2 separate regions of the Macaca mulatta genome follow, and region 2 is linked to region 1. A link is a contact called in public Hi-C data. All regions are on one chromosome and are shown on one strand. The core of a region is the stretch at or near the end of the contact, and the rest is flanking DNA. Distances in the headings are between cores, read along the strand shown. Region 1 overlaps LOC100429177. Region 2 holds the start of TMCO6 (transmembrane and coiled-coil domains 6).

Region 1 (5,956 bases), core at 2,550-5,049:
AGTTGCCGTTCTTCCTGCCACTAGAGGAAAATGTAATGAATCACACCAAAGGCAGAGAATACCTCCCACTCCCAGCTCATCCCCAAGTCCCAGACCCACCTTGGGGCTCTCCCTCGAGGCATGGGCTCTGGCTTACTGGTGACTCTATCACCTGCTGAGAAGATATTAGAAGTGACCATTCCACACCTTTTCTCCCAGGACAGTGTAGGTTAAGATCAGGGCTTGGAAATCAGACAGATCAGGGTCCCAGCCCCTCCTCTTCTTAGCTGAATGACCTCGAGCAGGTGACTGGCCTAGTCTCCATGTGCTTCTCTATCAAATCAAGCTGATAAAAGTTGTAGAGAGAATGAAGTGAAGTACTGCACCGAAAGCATTGAGCAGTAAGCCTCTTGCTCAATAAATAGGAGCTACCATGCCTGATTCCCAAGCCCCAAGGCTGTAAAAACAAGTTGTAAGCAATTATGAAAAAAGACGAGAAAGGCCAGAAGAGGCTGGACAGGGGCAGGATTTCAACCACCCTGTGATAAATCATGGAAGACCAGAAAGGCCATGCAGCCTAAGGAGATGAAAGAGCACTAGATTAGGAGTCTAAGGACTTGAGTGTGATTATACTTTTGCTGCTCCCGATTACACCTGTGACCCCAGGCTCACAGGTCTCACATCTTTTCTTTTCTTTTTCTTTTTTATGACAGAGTCTCGCTGTGTCACCCAGGGTGGAGTACAGTGGTGCAATCTCAGCTCACTTCAACCTGAGCCTCCCGGGTTCAGGTGGCTCTCCCACCTCAGCCTCCTGAGTAACTGGGACTACAAGCATGCGCCACCATGCATGGCTAATTTTTGTATTTTTGAGTAGAGATGGGGTTTCACCTTGAGAGGGCTCCCAGCCCTCTCACATCTTTTCTTTTCTTTTCTCTTTTTTCTTTCTTTCCTTCTTTCTTTCTTTTTTTTTTTTTTTTTTTTGAGATGGAGTTTCACTCTTGATGCCCAGGTTGGAGTCCAATGGCATGATCTCGGCTCACTGCAACCTCTGCTTCGTGGGTTCAAGTGATCCTCCTGCCTCAGACTCCCAAGTAGCTGAGACTACAGGCATGCACCACCACACCAGGCTAATTTTCGTATTTTCAGTAGAGACAGGATTTCTCCAAGTTGGCCAGGCTGGTCTCGAACTCCTGACCTCAGGTGATCCACCCACCTCGGCCTCCCAAAGTGCTGGGATTATAGGCATGAGCCACCATGCTCAGCCTCACATCTTTTCTTTAAGCCTCAGTTTGCTCACCTGAAAAGGACACAGTATTCTTTCCTGCTTAAAATACTTCTGTGGCTCACCTGTGACCTTTAAGACAAAATCCAAACATCTCTGTTTTACAAAGCCCTGTGTGACCTGGCCCCTGCTGTCCTCTCCAGTCCTTCTCTCCTGACTCTCCCTCAAGTTCTATTCTCCAACAAATTGAGCTGCTTGCACTACCTCAAGGGGACCAAGCACTTTCTTGCCTCTGAGTCTTTGCCTGTCATTCTCTCTGCCTTCAGGTTGTTCACTCATCTTTGTTGACCTCCTTCAGGAATCACTTCCTCCATGAAGTCTTCCATCCCTCTCTTGCCAAGGCTAATTTAGATGCCCCACAGAACTCTGTTTATAAGCCTTTCAGAGCACCGATGATGGTGGTGTAATTGTTTCTTCCCAGGAGATTATAAACTCCATGAGGGCAGGGAATTCCCAGGGCCTATGTGGCACTGGGCCCAGCACACAGTGGGTGGTCAGTAAGTGTTTGGGAATCAATAAGTCAATGAGTGAATGGAGGTCTTCCTCAAAGTGCTTTGGAAAGAAGACAAGAAGGCAGACACAAATGTGGCTCCCAAAAGGGTGAATGCGAAGACATACCTGTGGCTCTGGAAGCCTCATCGCCTCAGTTCTGGCTCCTTGGAGCATCTTTCTTCTTGGGTGCTGGCTCCACGCTTTTACCACCTATGGAGAAAGGGTTCAAGGTGGGTACTGGCCATGGCTGGCCCAGATGCCCTCCGGCTTCACCTTGCTCACCTCTAACTCCTGCAGTGCTCTTCCCAGCTGGCTTAGCCCACTGTATGTCAGGGTGTCCTCAAGGAGGCCTAAACGCAGGGGCCTCAGGCCAGCCCGGCGGGCCCGAGCCTCTTCTACTGCATCCCACAGGGTGGGCCTCACCTGTTTCACCTGCATCCTCCTTCTTGAGGCCCCCAACAGAGCAGCCTGGAGCAAACTGAGGGAGCTACCTAGTAAAGGGACACTCCAAGTGAATTACTCCTTCCTGTGGACTCCAAAGCACGCGGCCTGTAATACTTTTACTTTTTGTTAGTAGTACTATTCATAAAAATATCTAACCCCCTCTAGGCTTTTACATGTGCTTGATGACACTTCACTAAGGCTGTTCATGGATTGCCTCTTTTTATCCACACAACACTCCAATCAGGCAGAAGCTCTAATCTATCCTGCCTCCCCCGACATTTTCCAGATGAGGCAATAGAAGCTCAAAGAGGTCAAGCAACTTCTTGGCAAGTGGCAGAGCCAAAACTCAAGCCCATGCCCTTCATCATGATACCAAACTGGCCTGAAGGTAAACACGTCTGGCCCTCACTGCTTTATCCTTGTGGGTGTGAACTGCTCTAACTTATCTTCCTCATTCCAAGGGACCTTGCACAGGGGAGGTCTGGGAACTTGCTAGCCAAATGAATGTGTGTTTGTTGATTTTGGAGACGAGGGCCAGACATTTTTTACTCTTTTATTATGGAAAATTTCAAACATACACAAAGTATAGGAAATCCTGTGTACCTGTCACCTAGCTTTGACAGTTATAAACTCATGCCATTTCTGTTTGATCAATACCCCCACCTCGACCTCCCCCAAATCCCTGACATCATAACATTTCAGAGGCTTGATTTTTTTTCTTTTTTTCTGCCAGCATCTACATTAAGGACACAGAGGGTTTTTTTTTTTTTTTTTTTTTTTTTTTTTTGAGATGGAGTCCCGCTCTATCGCCCAGGCTAGAGTGCAGTAGCACGATCTTGGCTCACTGCAACCTCTGCCTCCCAGGTTCAAGCAGCTCTTCTGCCTCAGCCTCCCAAGTAGCTGGGACTACAGGCGCCCGCCACCATGCCCAGCTAATTTTTGTATATTTAGTAGAGATGGAGTTTCACCATGTTGGCCAGGCTAGTGGCCTGGCCAACGAACTCCTGACCTCAGGTGATCTGCCCATGTCAGCCTCCCAAAATACTGGGATTGCAGGCATGAGCCGCCGCACTCAGCTGAGGCTTGATTTTTAACGGGTGTATGAAAATAAGAGACTCCCTTCTCTTCTCTTATCTCCCTCTCTTCATCTATAAATTAGGCCTGCCTCTCTTTCCTTATTTGTAAATTATATCTGCCTCATGGGGTTTTGGTAAGAATCAAAGGCATTTGTGCAAAAATGCTTGGTAAGTGGTTTAAGGCCTCTGAAGGGTGAGGGGTTACTTTCACTGTTGACCTTGCTTTGCCTCTCCAGTCTCTGTCAGTCTAGGCATTCTGGGGCCCTCTTGGAGAGTCAGGCTCTCTCTCTGGGCTGGAGTTGGGGCTGAGGTTGGTTGGGTGATGGGTGAGGCAGGCCTAAGGACAGATCTCAGAGCTTCCCAAAGAACCCCACACTCTCCCCCTGGCCACCTTGGGGGTCCAGGCGAAGAAGCAGGCCACTGTAGTTGTTTCCTCCCAAAAGCTGTGAGACAATCCATGGTAAAGAGCCCTCCGCCTCCTCACCAACAACTTCACCAGCCAACACCCGCAGCAGGGGGCAGTCTCTGCAAGAGGGAGAGGAAGAAAGGCGATGTCCACTGGTGGATGGGGAAAGAAACTGGACAGAGTTACACTCTGATGGAAAGGGCAACTATTTCCAGAAACTTTTGTGCATTACCAGACAGATTTGAAACATCATACAGATCTCTATTTTATTAGTATTACTTTTTGAGTTACAAAAGTAATACATTCTCCATGGGCATGGTGGCTCACACCTATAATCCCAGCACTTTGGGAGGCCGAGGCTGGCAGATCACTTGAGGTCAGGAGTTCGAGACCAGCCTGGCTGACATAGTGAAACCTTGTCTCTACTAAAAACACAAAAATTAGCCAGATGTAGTAGCACACACCTGTAATCCCAGCTACTAGAGAGGCTGAGGCAGGAGAATTGCTTGAACCCAGAGAGCAGAGGTTTCAGTGAGCCAAGATCACACCACTGCCTGCCCTCCAGCCTGGGCAATAAAGTGAGAGTCTGTCTCAAAAATACAAACAAATTTTTAAAAAAGAAGTAATAGATTCTCACGGTAAAAAATTTAAATTGTGTACCTGACAAGTGACTTGTACCCAGAATATATAAAGAGCTCTTACAACTCAATAATAGAAAGACAAATAACCCAATTTTAAAATGGGCAAAAGAAGATGACATCAGTGAAAATCACAGAGTAGGGAACTCCAGGAGTCCATCCATCCCCAGAAATACCTAGCAAAAATTGCCAGAAACAACCTTATTTTAACTCTGAAAGATAGAGGTTTACAGCAACAAATGCTTAACCAGGAGAGGCAATTTAAACATCGTAGGAGATCTCTGTGGTGTTTTAACTTACCCTCGCTTCAACCCCTCCCCAGCACAGGGCTAATCTTGAAGACAGTAGCCCAAATTTCTGGTGGGGGTTCCTGGTTAGGAAGGGAGCAGAGAAGATGTTGTTCCCAATGAATCGTGTTTATCTTTTTTGATTTTCTGGAGTTTCCCCCCAAGAACTGATGAAAGGGAAATCTCTTTGCTTCACCTGTCTCAGAACTCTCTCAAGGCAGAGCAGCTACACAGAGGATGTTCCCTGGAAACTGTTGAAGAACAAAAGAACAAGGCACTGCTGCCTGAAGCAAAAATAACAGTTGAGGCAAACAATTGACACCCTGAAAGACTGGGAAAAGTTTGGAAGTGATATTTTTGGGAGAATAAGGGCTTCAAAAAGTTCCCATGTGAACCAGAGAGTGTAGAAAGCACACCCAGGGTAGGACTCATGTGCAGAAAAGGCCCAATAAGACAATAAGCTTTCATCTCTGTCTGGTCTTTGGGCTCAGCACAAGCAGGAAGTGAAGGCTAAAACAGAGCTGTAAATTGCCTGGCTAAGCTTAGGAGTGACTCCACACAGCCAATCTGCAAAGACCTGGAAAAGTTTTTCTTTTTCTTTTTTCCTTCCTTCCTTCCTTTGTTTTCTTTTTCATATTCTTCTTTATTCTTTTCGTTTCTTTTTTATTTGTTTCTTTCTTCTTCCTTTTTAAAAAACAAAACAAAACTTTTTTTTTGGTCGCAGGCATTTAAGGAATTCTATGTTAGGTCACTGGCTAACAACTAAAATAACAAAATGAAGGCTTCAGTGAATACAAAGAATACAGTCTTCGGAAAAAAAAAAAAAAAACCCACAAAGATAAAGAGAGAATCTTGAAAACAGCAAGAGAGAAGCAGTTTATTATGTGCAATGGATCTTCAATAAGACTAAAAACAGATTTATCCCCAGAAACCATGGAGATAACATAAAGTTGGCCCTTTATATCCATAGGCTCTGCATCTGTGGATTCAAGCAAGCACGAATCAAAAATATTTGGGAGAAAAATGGTTTTGTCTGTACTGAGCATGTACAGACTCTTTCTTGTCATGATTCCCTAGACAATACAGTATAACAATTTACATAACATTTACATTGTATTAGGAATTATAAGTAATCTAGAGATGACTTAAAGTATGTGGGAGGATGTACGTAGGTTATGTGCAAATACTATAACATTTTATTTTTTATTTTTATTAGTTTTTTTGTGTGTGTTGTTGTTGTTGTTTTCCTTTTTAGATAGAGTCTCGCTCTGTCACCCAGGCTGGAGTGCAGTGGTGTGATCTCAGCTCACTGCAACCTCCACCTCCCGGGTTCAAGCAATTTTCCTGCCTTG
Region 2 (5,956 bases), core at 1,740-4,239, 50 kb after region 1:
TTTAAGGCTGAGCTCCAGGCTGTGATAAGCCATGATTGCACCACTGCACTGCAGCCTGGGCAACAGAGCAAGACCCTGGCTCAAAATAATAAATAAATAAATAAATAAATAAAAAGTTTTTCTTGGAGAAATAAGAAAATAAAAATTTTTTAATTAAATTTTTTTAAAAATTGAAAAATTAAAAAAAGAAGCCAGACAGTTGCATGAGGAAGGGGTCAAGATCCAGGCCCTGTCCCTGGCCAGAGCATGGTGCACAGCAGGTGCTCAATAAATAGCTGTCCAGGGGATGGATGGATGGATACTGGGAGAGAAGATATTAAGGATAGAATGATGGTCTGTAGATATTTTAACGTGCTGTTTTGTGGAAGAGATTGCAGACTTCATTGATTAATTCCAAGGGGTAGAATTAAGGTCAAGGGAAAGAAGTTGGTTTTAAGAATAACTTTTTTCCTAGATTTGTGCTTAATTGAACCTTTGCCTAAGTTATATAGCTTTTTAAAAATTAGAGGTTTCCTGTAAAAATTCTTAGGTGCCACCAGGACCCTAATCTGGAGCTGCCAAGGGGGTCTGGGAGGAGACAACATCAAATAATTACACTATAACTTAATGATAGCTGTGAAAAGGGTTATGAAGAAGCTGGGTCATTGGTACAATGGTTCTGAGTATGTGACACTGGACTTGAGATGTTGAGAATGTTGTTAAGGGAAGGATGCTTCTCCTTAGGGAGAAGAGGTAAGGGTGCAGGCAGAGAAAACAACTTGTGCAAGAGCCTCCCCCAAGAGTGGGAGTGGGGAGGAGAAAAAGAGCAGGGCTTGTTAACAAAGAGAAGGTCCCAGAAGAGGTGAGTCCAGATTGGAGAGGTATGCAGGGGTTAGACCATGTAGAGCTAAGTTGGCCACAATTCCAATTTTGAGTGTGAGGAACATGGTTTTTTATTCACTAGTGTTTCCTTAGTGCCTAGTAGACTAGTGGCGCTCAACATTTGGTGAAAGATTTTATCCTAAAAATTATGGGAACTCAGTTTTATGCAGAGAAGTGAAGTAATGATATTTTTCTCATTTTCATCATATATAAAATGAGAATAATGGTCATTGTGGTGAACATTCTGTAAAACAAAAATAAAATTCTAAGCCCCCCCCCAACCCCCACCATCTGAATGGACTTCCTCTTCAGCCAGGGCTCTTTTAAAATTTAACAGAGTGACTGTTTCAAGGCATGACGGGAAGTGGGAGTTGAACATGCCTCATTATACCTCTCCAGCGTTAACATCAACACAGACTTTAAATTTGATAAGAAACATTTTACAACCCATTCTCTCTGAAGCCTAGGATTTGAAGGTTTCCTCTGCAAATAGGAACTTGGGTCTCCACAATCCTTCATCTTAACCCAGACATTCCTTTCTATTGATCTCAGGTCTTTAGAGAAACTCAACCAATTGTCAACCAGAAAAATTTAAAACCTACCTATAAGCTGGAAGCCCCCCCACCGCCTCACTTTGAGTTGTCCCGCCTTTGTGTTGTCCCACAAACCAATGTCTTTCTTTCTTTCTCTCCCTCCCATCCCCTCCCTTCCCTTCCTTCTTTCCTCCTTTCCTTCTTTCTTTCCTTCTTTCTGTTAGGAACAACACCCAAAATCCTAAGGGAAATTGAACACTCGAACAAAGGATTCTTAGCAAAGCAATTTTACTTCTGTGCAGAGGGGTGTCTGTTTGGCCAGTCGCCATGAGAGCACACCTGAACAAAGGGGCACGAGAGCCTTTATTCCTGACGCAAGTCCTGCGGGTCATACAATCTAAACTAATCCCGGTTGGCTAAACACTTGAATTTTTTAGATAAGGTGGACACTTAAAAGAAAGTGGAGAGGAAGGGGAAGGGGTGCCTGTAATGAACTACAAAGTTAGTCCTCTTTCCAAATAAAGAAAGGAATGTGAGCTGGTACAGATAACGCCTAGTACTGTGGCGTGCCTGGGCATCTAATGAAGGCAAAAAGGAAAAAAAAAGGAGAAAAGGGGGAAAAAAGGTGTGTGTGGGGGGTACTATGAATTAAAGAATAAAAGACTGATCTAATTATTTGAAGAGAAACCTCATCATATCCCACATTTCTTTCTTTCTTTTTCTTTTTTTTGAGACGGAGTTTCGCTCTTGTAGCCCAGGCTGGCGTGCAATGGCGCGATCTCGGCCCACTGCAACCTCCGCCTCACGGATTCAAACCATTCTCCTGTCTCAGGCTCCGGAGTAGCTGGGATTACAGGTACCCACCACTACGGCTAATTTTTGTATTTTTAGTAGAGATGGGCTTTCACCATGTTGGCCAGGCCGGTCTCAAACTCCTGACCTAAATTGATCCATCCGCCTCGGCCTCCCAAAGTGCTAGGATTACAGGCGTGAGCCACAACGCGCGGCCCAACCAGTGTATTTCTTGAATGATTTGGATTGAAGTCTCATATCTCCCTAAAATATGTAAAACCAAGCTGTACTGGACCACCTTGGGCACATGTTCTCAGGACCTCCCGAGGGCTGTGTCACGGGCCATGGTCACTCATATTTGGCTCAGAATAAGTCTCTTCAAATATTTTACAGAGTTTGACTCTTCGTTGACAATTCAATGACGCTTCAAGCGTTTCTGGCAGCTCTTATCAGTGGGATCCGCATTAATGGTGAAATGGCATGGTGGCGCTTCCCGAAGTTCAGGGTTGTTTTGAACGTTCATCTAGAGCGCATTGTGGGTGGGGAAGTTGTGTTTGCTGAGTAGATTGTGACACCGCTGGCTTGGGGCACTTGAGGTAAGGGATGAGTGACTTCTTTTCCTAAAATTGATAAGACAAATCAATCAGAGGCGGAGCGCCGCCTCTGGCTCTGGTCTGGTGGTGCAGCGTCTCTAGCCCTCACCCCGCCCACCGTCCCCGCGCAGCGTCCGCTCGCCGAGCCCCGCCCTCACCCAGCACCCACTCCGCTCCTGGCGACTTCCCCGCCTGGGCCTTCCCTGTGCTGAGTCTGCGCAGTCGGTGCCATCGTCTACGCCCCTGGGAGCGTTGTGGCCGCTGTTTCCTGCGGCGTTCCTCCTCCTGCTCTACCATGTGGAGCCGACGGCAGGGCCACCTTAGGCCCACAGTCTGCGGGGTGGAGGAGCTACGGCGCCGCCGGCGGGAGCAGGAGGCAGGTGTGGGCGGCCGAGGGAGCGCGGGGGCATATAGCGATCGGAGATAGGTTGAGACTTCAGGCTTGGAGCCGCGGGATCTGGGTTCCGGTCGTCCTTCCCACGCTCAGCCCGCTCCTCTGCCCCCAGCACTGCGGAAGGCGCGGAGGGAGCAGCAGCTGGTCAGCAAGAGGCTGCTGAGAGAAGACGCCCCAGAGGAAGCTGGAGAGGGATGTGTGGCTGCGATCCTCGGGGAGGCCGAGGTGAGGGGGCAAGGCAGGGTGCGCTGGAGTCCACGCCACTGGCGCCAGACTCCCGGGAGTACTCGAGGTCTGCCCCAAACCTGAACGCAATCCACTCTACACTTCCATGCATTCAGTGGGTCAAGCCAGAAACAGGGGAATCATCCTGCACAACTCTTTGACCCTCAACCCCATATCATTCCATCATCAAGTCCTAGTTGTGTACCTCCTGAAGAGCTTTGGAGTCTTTACATGCTTCACCATCGAAGCTGCCACCACTACCTCTCTGGATACTACTGCAGTCTCCTAAAAGGTCACCCTGCATCTATGCTTGTCGCCGTCAATACGTCCTTTAAAAACACATGGAGACCAAAATCTTTCCTGTGTCCTGCAAATCATAGCATGGTCTAGCCTCTTCCTAACTCTAATTTTATCAGTTTTCTCATCCTAGCCACTGTCCCCTTTTCAGTTCCTGCAACGATATATCGGACCCTTGTGTCTCAAGCCCTTGGCATTCGCTACGTCTGATGTGGGTTTCTTTTGGTATTCTGTCTTGAGAACCTTCTTTTTGTTTTGTTTTGTTTTTTTGAGACAGAGTCTCGCTGTGTCGCCAGGCTGGAGTGCAGTGGCATGATCTCGGCTCACTGCAACATCCGCCTCCCGGGTTCAAGCGATTCTCCTGCCTCAGCCTCCTGAGTAGCTGGGATTACAGGCTCGCGCCACCATGCCCGGCTAATTTTTGTATTTTTAGTAGAGGCGGGGTTTCACCATGTTTGTCAGGCTGGTCTCGAACACCTGATCTCGTGATCCACCCGCCTCGGACTCCCAAAGTGCTGGGATTACAGGCGTGAGCCACTGTGCCCGGCCACCTACTTGTTTCTTGTAAAATATTAATCATTATCTAATGGCTTGTTTATTGTTCTTTCTCCAACTAGACTTTAATTGCAGGAAAACCTAGATCCTGTGTTATTTGTTATCATTGAAAACCCGGTTGCCCGCACATTATCTGGCATATAGTTAAGTGCTTAGTATTTATTGAATGAGTGAATGAAAGGATTTATTCAGCAAGCATTGAGTATCCCCTATATTTGTATTATGTTTACATACATAGTTTATCGTACATACTATGTTGACATATATTTTGTCAACTTATTTCTAGGTTGTACTATTCCATTGTGTGCTTACTTTATGCCAGGACACTGTGCTGGTCACTGAGGTACATAAAGATGAAGTCCCTTTCTTTGAGGTGCTCACAGCCCAGTGAAGAAGACATGTCATAAGGGAAGGAAACATGAGGAACAAAAGAAACTCCTAAGTCTCTCAAAAAGAGCTAACTTCCCAGAGAGAATGAGGAGCAGAAATCTGAAAAGAGTGGGAAGCTGGAGAGGGTATCCAGGCAGAAGGAATAGCATGTGCAAAAGCTCGGAAGTGTTAAAAAAAAAAAAAAAAAAAAAAAGGCTAATGTTGTGCTAGTTGTTGTTAGAGTGTAGGTTGCATGGGGAGAATGGCTGGAGGAGTAGGTTTTGCCAGGCTGAGAGTTTTAAATATCCTTGAAAGAACCTTGTATGAAGGCAGGGTAGATATTGTTATTCTCATTTTCAGGTGAGGAAACTTAGGTTCAGGTCCCATGTGGAGTGAGTGGCAGGTATGGTATTAGAACTCAGTTCTGATTCTCTGTCCACTCCACTGCAAGGTAGATGCTTATTAGTTGCATTAGTGTGAATGACAAGTTCTGGAGGTGGTATGATATTGGAAGGCTCACAGGTGAAGTGGGCAGAGAGAAACTTAGAACTTGCTTTCTGGGAACTATGTGTTCTCCTTTCCCTGCCCTGAACTCCAGGTGCAGCAGTTCCTGCGGCAAGCCCAGCGGGGTACAGAAGAAAAGGAGAGAGAGGGGGCTCTGGTTAGCCTTCGTCGAGGCTTGCAGCACCCTGAAACACAGCAAACCTTCATCCAGTCAGTGTGGGTGGTGTGGGGGAGGGGGGAGCTGGGGCTTTGAGGGATGGGCCACAAGCTAAGCAGGGCTCTGGTACTCATTCACGTAGGCTGGAGGGCAGCATGCGGACCCTGGTCGGGCTCCTGACCAGCAACCAGGCTCTGCTGCAGCTTGAGGCGGCTCGGTGCCTGCATGAGCTTTCTCACTCTGAGCAGTCCACCATTGCTGAGGCCTGCCTGCCAGCTACTTCCTACCTCCTCACCTACCTCTCCGGTCACAGCTCAGACTTCATAGTAAGCCCTGTCCCTTCCTATCTTGTTCTTGGTTTAGATTTTAAAATTGTGCTTTTGGGACCAGTTTGAGCTGGCAAGTAGGAGGAAGAAAACATATTTGCCCTTATGCCTACAGCCATGCCTACACCCATCATCTCCCCACCCTCTTGTGAGCGTCAAGGATAGCTGCTCCAGTGTCCCCATCACCTCCCCTCCCCATCTCCCCACACCCAGCCTGGCATGAAACAGGCCAAGCCCAGTGCTTTTGTTGCCTGTTCTCAGGAGCTGTGTCTGTATACACTGGGTAACCTGATCGTGGAGAGTGAGGCTGTGAGAAGGCAGCTCCTGCCACAGGGCATTGTTCCAGCCTT

Evidence for each region. Hi-C and Micro-C count contacts between places; a contact is called where the count stands out from the background.
Region 2: a Hi-C map of liver shows a contact between it and region 1, with 2.2 times the contacts expected there. The contact joins the promoter of TMCO6 here to the enhancer-like site in region 1. A contact is called at or near these places in 4 of 14 Hi-C or Micro-C datasets (CD4 T cells, fetal cortex germinal zone, fetal cortical plate and 1 more).

The regions. Positions count from the first base shown.
Region 1 is chr6:149,428,387-149,434,342 of T2T-MMU8v2.0, forward strand. It overlaps LOC100429177, which reads right to left. Exons shown (of 15, transcript XM_077937153.1): 9 at 3,665-3,798; 10 at 1,880-1,963; 11 at 100-154; 12 at 1-20. Among named protein-coding and RNA genes, the nearest start is that of SLC35A4, 10 kb to the left of the region's middle. Within about 2 kb of position 3,800, at least 1 of the 40 cell types and tissues checked has an H3K27ac peak or open chromatin away from gene starts, as enhancers often do. A contact at or near this core is called in liver, where this site is marked.
Region 2 is chr6:149,479,208-149,485,163 of T2T-MMU8v2.0, forward strand. TMCO6 (transmembrane and coiled-coil domains 6) reads left to right here and starts at 2,990. Exons shown (of 9, transcript XM_077937177.1): 1 at 2,990-3,155; 2 at 3,286-3,398.